2 separate regions of the Astyanax mexicanus genome follow, and region 2 is linked to region 1. The links are chromatin contacts, called in public Hi-C maps. All regions are on one chromosome and are shown on one strand. Each heading gives the region's core, a stretch centred on a gene start, on an enhancer-like site or on the middle of the called end of the contact. The rest is flanking DNA. Distances are from core to core; before and after follow the strand shown. Region 1 holds the start of oaz1b (ornithine decarboxylase antizyme 1b). Region 2 holds the start of tmem38b (transmembrane protein 38B).

Evidence for each region. Hi-C and Micro-C count contacts between places; a contact is called where the count stands out from the background.
Region 2: a Hi-C map of muscle shows a contact between it and region 1, with 6 times the contacts expected there. The contact joins the promoter of tmem38b here to the promoter of oaz1b in region 1. A contact is called at or near these places in 2 of 3 Hi-C or Micro-C datasets (both in muscle).

The regions. Positions count from the first base shown.
Region 1 is chr17:32,625,005-32,627,860 of AstMex3_surface, reverse strand. oaz1b (ornithine decarboxylase antizyme 1b) reads left to right here and starts at 1,591. Exons shown (of 5, transcript NM_001291919.1): 1 at 1,591-1,777. The coding sequence starts at 1,647.
Region 2 is chr17:32,782,061-32,784,782 of AstMex3_surface, reverse strand. It overlaps tmem38b (transmembrane protein 38B), which reads right to left and starts at 1,410. Exons shown (of 6, transcript XM_007230611.4): 1 at 1,177-1,410. The coding sequence starts at 1,300. It overlaps LOC125782402 (a long non-coding RNA gene), which reads left to right. Exons shown (of 3, transcript XR_007425047.1): 3 at 524-611.

The sequences.
Region 1 (2,856 bases), core at 342-2,841:
ATCAGGTATATGCCCAATTTGATTATTTGGCTATATGTCAGATTTCTGGATTGTGCTTTGTCTAGACTTGGGCTGGGAATTCAGTCAACTTGGACTAATAACATATAGTTTTAGTAGTAGTCTTTGGCAACTTGCTCTGTAATGCTGTCTAACGCTTAATCTGCAGTCTAGACTAAGGAGCCTTGGATCAAGCGCACTCTTATGCCCTGAAGAGTAAAAAGTGCCTATGGTGTCTACATGACATCACCTTAAACCCTATTAACTGAAAAACCAAGCTAGATAAGCTGTGCTTAGTGCTAGTTAGCTAACACTGTATGTTTACAAAGCCAATTGAAGCTTATCTTAGCTTAATTTTCCTTAACATATCTAGGCCATATCTAGGTTTGATGGCTTAAAACACCCTGAATTATCTACTGTTTCTCTCTGAACTCCGTGGTCCTCCAGTAATTTTAGTCCCGTCCGGACGGACATCTTTGAGTTTACCTCACAGTAATTACACTTTGGGCGCGTGTTTCCATGGAGATCCACGTAAACACAACAGCTAGTGGAACTGAAGGAGCTACTGAACACGATGTCATGTGACTGAGAAAGCCTGAAAACTCACTGGTCCTCCTGTTTTTTTTAATTGCAGTCCAGATACAAAAGTTTCATCACTGAGTAAAAGTGTGAAATATTTTTCACAGACGTCCCTCTGAGAAACTAATCCCATCCTGATAGAGCTAATGGTATATTACTGGTCCACACCTGACACTGTGGATCATGGAATAATAAGGACCTGCACAGTAACAGAAACAGAATATCCCATCCACCTGACACCCATTATCAACTTCCATAATTCATGTGACCTTGTCATGAGCACACTGGCCGGTGTTCAACTTCACTAACAAGATAACATCTCACAACTAAAGCAAGAGTGTGCTTGCATACAGGTTAGTCTATCAGGTTTTGACAACAAAAACAACAAATCATAATTAAATAATGCGATTTCTGGGGCCTTCTCTGGGATTTTTCATTGACCACCAGCGGTACACATTCTACCCTTTTAAAAATGAAACAAAAACTCATTTAAATTCTAAACATTCTGCATCCATTGTTCCATACTGCTTGTCTAAACAGACTAAATCATATATTATTAAAACTTGTGATTAATCAGGTAGTGTTATTTTGACAAAACAGCAGTTAACACAACACGTCTGCAGCTGATCATGTGTGAGTTTGTGTGGGGTGGATGAAAATAAACAGCTTTTCTTTTCGTTTCCTCCAGTGTTTTCTGCAGGGTTTCAGTAATTTTCCATTAGCTACAACGACGCCCCCACGGATCCTCTTCACTTCTGCAGCTTGTTGTGTTTTTTTTTAATCCTCTGTGTGCTGCGTATGGCCTTTTATTTTCTTTCCCGCTCCTATTCCGGCAGGTCCCGCCTCTCATTGGTCTCGATTGGCTGTTGGTAAATTGGGTCCCGCACGATGATTAGCTAGTCGTAGACTATGACAAACTGATCACCAATCCCAGCGCTAGAGAGGTGGACTGTACTCGAATGCGGGTGTGAAATTGAGAGCCACAAAACGCGATTCTACAGCGGCTTAGCCTTCACTTTGTAAACGAGGCGAGAGCAGAGTGAGGCGGCCGTGAATCGTCCCAGGGCCGGATGGTCAAATCCAACCTCCAGCGGATACTGAACAGTCACTGCTTTGCTCGCGAAAAAGAAGGAAAAAGGCAAGATCAGGCCAGGATGGACGCTTTGACAAGTACTAGTAATATTTGTGACATGATCGGCAGGTAAGTCGGAAAAATAGTCGACGGTGGGGGAAGGGTTAGCTTATTTTAGCTTATCTTAGCATAGATTGGGCCTAGCCTGGCCTTATCTGGCTTAGCTTCTTTGGCTAATTGTGTAGCTAACTAAATGGCTAGCTCATAGCGGTGGGTAGTCCAGGTCCAGAAATTAATAATCCATATCAGGGTTTTGCAGCAGAGCCGCCCAGGCATTTGGAACGAGAAGCTTGGGTGGATTTTTACATTCTGGACCTGGACTTCCTAACTCTTACTTTACCAACAGGGCAGCATGCTAGCTAACTAGCCTTCTGCTGCTGTCATCCTTTAGCTAACCTAGCTGTTAAAGTTTTTTCGACTCTTATATAACAACAACAATATAATCTAGCTAATCCTTATATATTTATAACGTTACCTTTATTAGTATTCCAATTATGTAACATGTTGTGTCTGTATTTAACTTAAAGGACGAACCAGGCTATCTTGGATGTGCTAAACTAGCTAACGCTAACGTGTTTAAAAGGCCAGTTGAGGATTAGCTTAACTTATCCTAGCTTTACCCTGCCTGAGCTCAGTTTATCTGAACATCTCTAGCTCGCTCGCTAGGCCAGCTGTGGTGTTTTTTGGTTCGTTAGCTGGGAATTGCTATTCAAATGAGGTTGTCATCAGTCTCTTTTTGTTGTATTTGAGTGTACAGTCGTTTCTTTTCCGTTTTTAGCTAAATTAAAACGTTTAGTCAGCGATTTTAGAACGTTTTCACATCGTGGTGTGTGTGACGTCGTCGCTACATTACTGTTAAGACTGCGTCACAATGGCCTTATGTTGCGGAGGTGCCGTTCCGGTTTCAGATAACCTACTTTTACTGTTTAATAGCCTGAATAATAACGTTTTTAATTGTGTATTGTATTTTTTGGAGGGTTATTTACAATTTTAAGGCTTTTTTATGATGTCCTTGAGATAGAAACAATTTAAGTGTATTCCTTAAAAATATATATTTTATGCATACAAATTTTAGCAGAAAGAATAAAAAAATGAGTATTTTTAAATGATTTTTTATTAACCAATAAGAGATTAGGAATATGTCTGGT
Region 2 (2,722 bases), core at 161-2,660, 160 kb before region 1:
TTCAGGATATTTTGGAGAAATTCTATGGGTCCACTCACCAAGAACTTATGACACAGTTTAAGTGACAGTTCAAATATGTACTAAACTAAAATTTAACAAAAATGGAGATACTTTTTATTATTAAACAGCAACAATATGTTGTTTTTGTTTCCTGAATAACATTGAGGAAAAGGGTAATTATTTTAGTAAGGTGTTGATGTTAAAAAAAGAGTTTACTCTGCTTTTGTTGTAGTAGTTGTCTCTACTGTACATAGATGGTGTTCTATTAGATTCTAAAGCATTGGTGTGAGAATTTGAATTTCACAATACTTTTTCTAGAATTTCTATTGGTCAAGAAAATTTGTCACAGTTTTAAAGACAGTTCAAATTATGTACTAAACTAAAATGGCAATACTTATTCTCATTAGACAGCAACAATATATTGTTTCTGTTTCCTGAATAACTTGGATTTTTTAATGGTCTTTTTGAGATTAAAGATATTAAAAAAGAGGTCACTTTTGTTGTATTAATTTTCTCTCCATAGATGATGTTCCAGAAGACTATTAGAGCATAGGTGTGAGAATTTGATGGCATGCTGCCGCAGTATTAGTAATAGTGAGATCAGGATGTTGGACGATCAACACTCCACCTTATCCATCCACAACTTTCATACTTCTCCCACCAAATGTACTGAATGGAGAACCATCATGCACCATCGTTCCAGAGAATACAGCTCAATCCATGGGGGGTTAATACCCCCCAGCCCCCCCCCCCCCCCCCCCCCCTAGCCTACACCTGCCTGTCATTAAGCATAGTGCTAACAGGCTAATGTTTGTTCATCTGCTTCAGAAAGTTATGTTCTATTGGAAATGCTTCAGTATAAAGGCACTAGACAAGCTGTGTATGTGTGTGTGTGTGCATTTGCACATCTGTGTCAGCAATGGGTGCATCATGAAGTAGTACTTAACTGTCTTCCTTAGAAGTGTGTCCACATATATTTGCACATATCGTGTATATGTACAGTTTTAAACTGTTCTAACTGATTAAAACACTTACGCTTACATGTTGCAGTGTAGGCTATCTTCATGTCTCGGTAAAACACATCTGTAACGTGTCCCCCTCACCGTGTATCGTGACCCCTCCCCCCTGCCCAGGTGTGTCCGTGTGTTCGCGTGCGTTCAGGTACGCTGGGCTCACCTGGCTGCTCTCGTAAGGCCATCACAGACACGATGTAGTGCGCCGTATCGAAGTACGGGAACATGGGCAGGCCGGCCAGACCCTCCGCGAGCTGCCTTACGCCCCCCAGCCCGAGCAGCTCCATCTCTCCCGGCTGGGCTTCTCTCTTCTGCACGCGCTTAAATCCGGTCAGCAGCCCGTCCGGCTCCGGTCCAGCCGCGGCTCCATCCAGCACTGACAGCGAGCTCCGAGCGGAGACTGCTGCTGGGGGCGGGGCCTAAACCCCACACCCGTATTCAGACAGGCCCCGCCCCTCCTGCGCTACTATTGGCTGGCAGTCATATACATTCATTGTACATATACAGCAATACAGTGTTTAACTATCCCTTTAATAAATTGCATCCACCCACACCCATCCCATCACACACATATTTACCTACACACACACAGTCTATTGATGAAAATGTTAATGGTAAATGATGGATCTCCACATCTTTAATTCAATTTTGCCAGTACACCCCTTACATTTCTGCAGATATTTAAATATATCTTTTCATGGGACAACATTGAAAAATGACACTTTAACACAATGAAAATTAGTCTGTGTGCAGCTTATATAACAGTGTAAATTTATTCTTCTCTCCAAAAAACTCAATATACAGCCATTAGTGTCTAAACCACATGCAACCAAAGTGAGTACACCCCTAAGACACTACACTTCTAACTGTACAAATTGAGCACTGCTTGTCATTTTCCCTCCAAAATGTCATGTGACTTGTTAGTGTTACTAGGTCTCAGGTTTGCATAGCAGGTGTGTTCAATTTTGTAGTACAGCTCTCACACTCTCTCATACTGGTCACTGAAAGTTTAACATGGCACCTCATGGCAAAGAACTCTCTAAGGACCTTAAAAGACAAACACTTCACAAGGACAATTACATATTTAAAACAACACTGATATTTTACCCGCACTGAGACACTTTGTCACTTTTTATGTTACAGATATCCATTCATAATCATCCATGCTGCTCTAGAAAACTTTTTAAACAATTTATTTTAACAATTGCTCTTCAATGTAGTCTGGACCGTGGGAATAAAATATTGTTCCATCTCATGTACCACATGTAATGTGAAATGACAATAATGTCTCTTTGAATCCTTGAAGATAATTCTAAGTAAAGAATACCTAAAAAGGTATGTAACCAGTGTGTAACAAAAAGCTAATTTTATACATGGTAAAAAAAATATATATACTGTCAGTTTTGTGACTAGGAAAATATATGTTATTTTACAATTACTCCTTATAAAAAAACAGAAATTGGAATAATTTAATTAAGTAGTGACTCACTAACTACTCAGCGGCTATCAAAGACCCATAAAACAACTATATCACACTATAGCCAAACCTTAGCTACTACTACTAGCTTCATACAAAATGCAATACATTTAGTGCTGACTTAACACGGGCAAAAGTGCTGAATAATATTTACATATGTTGTAATGGCATTATAACGACTTAGTTATAATATACATATATGTATGTATATTACACTGTGTAAGAGATATAA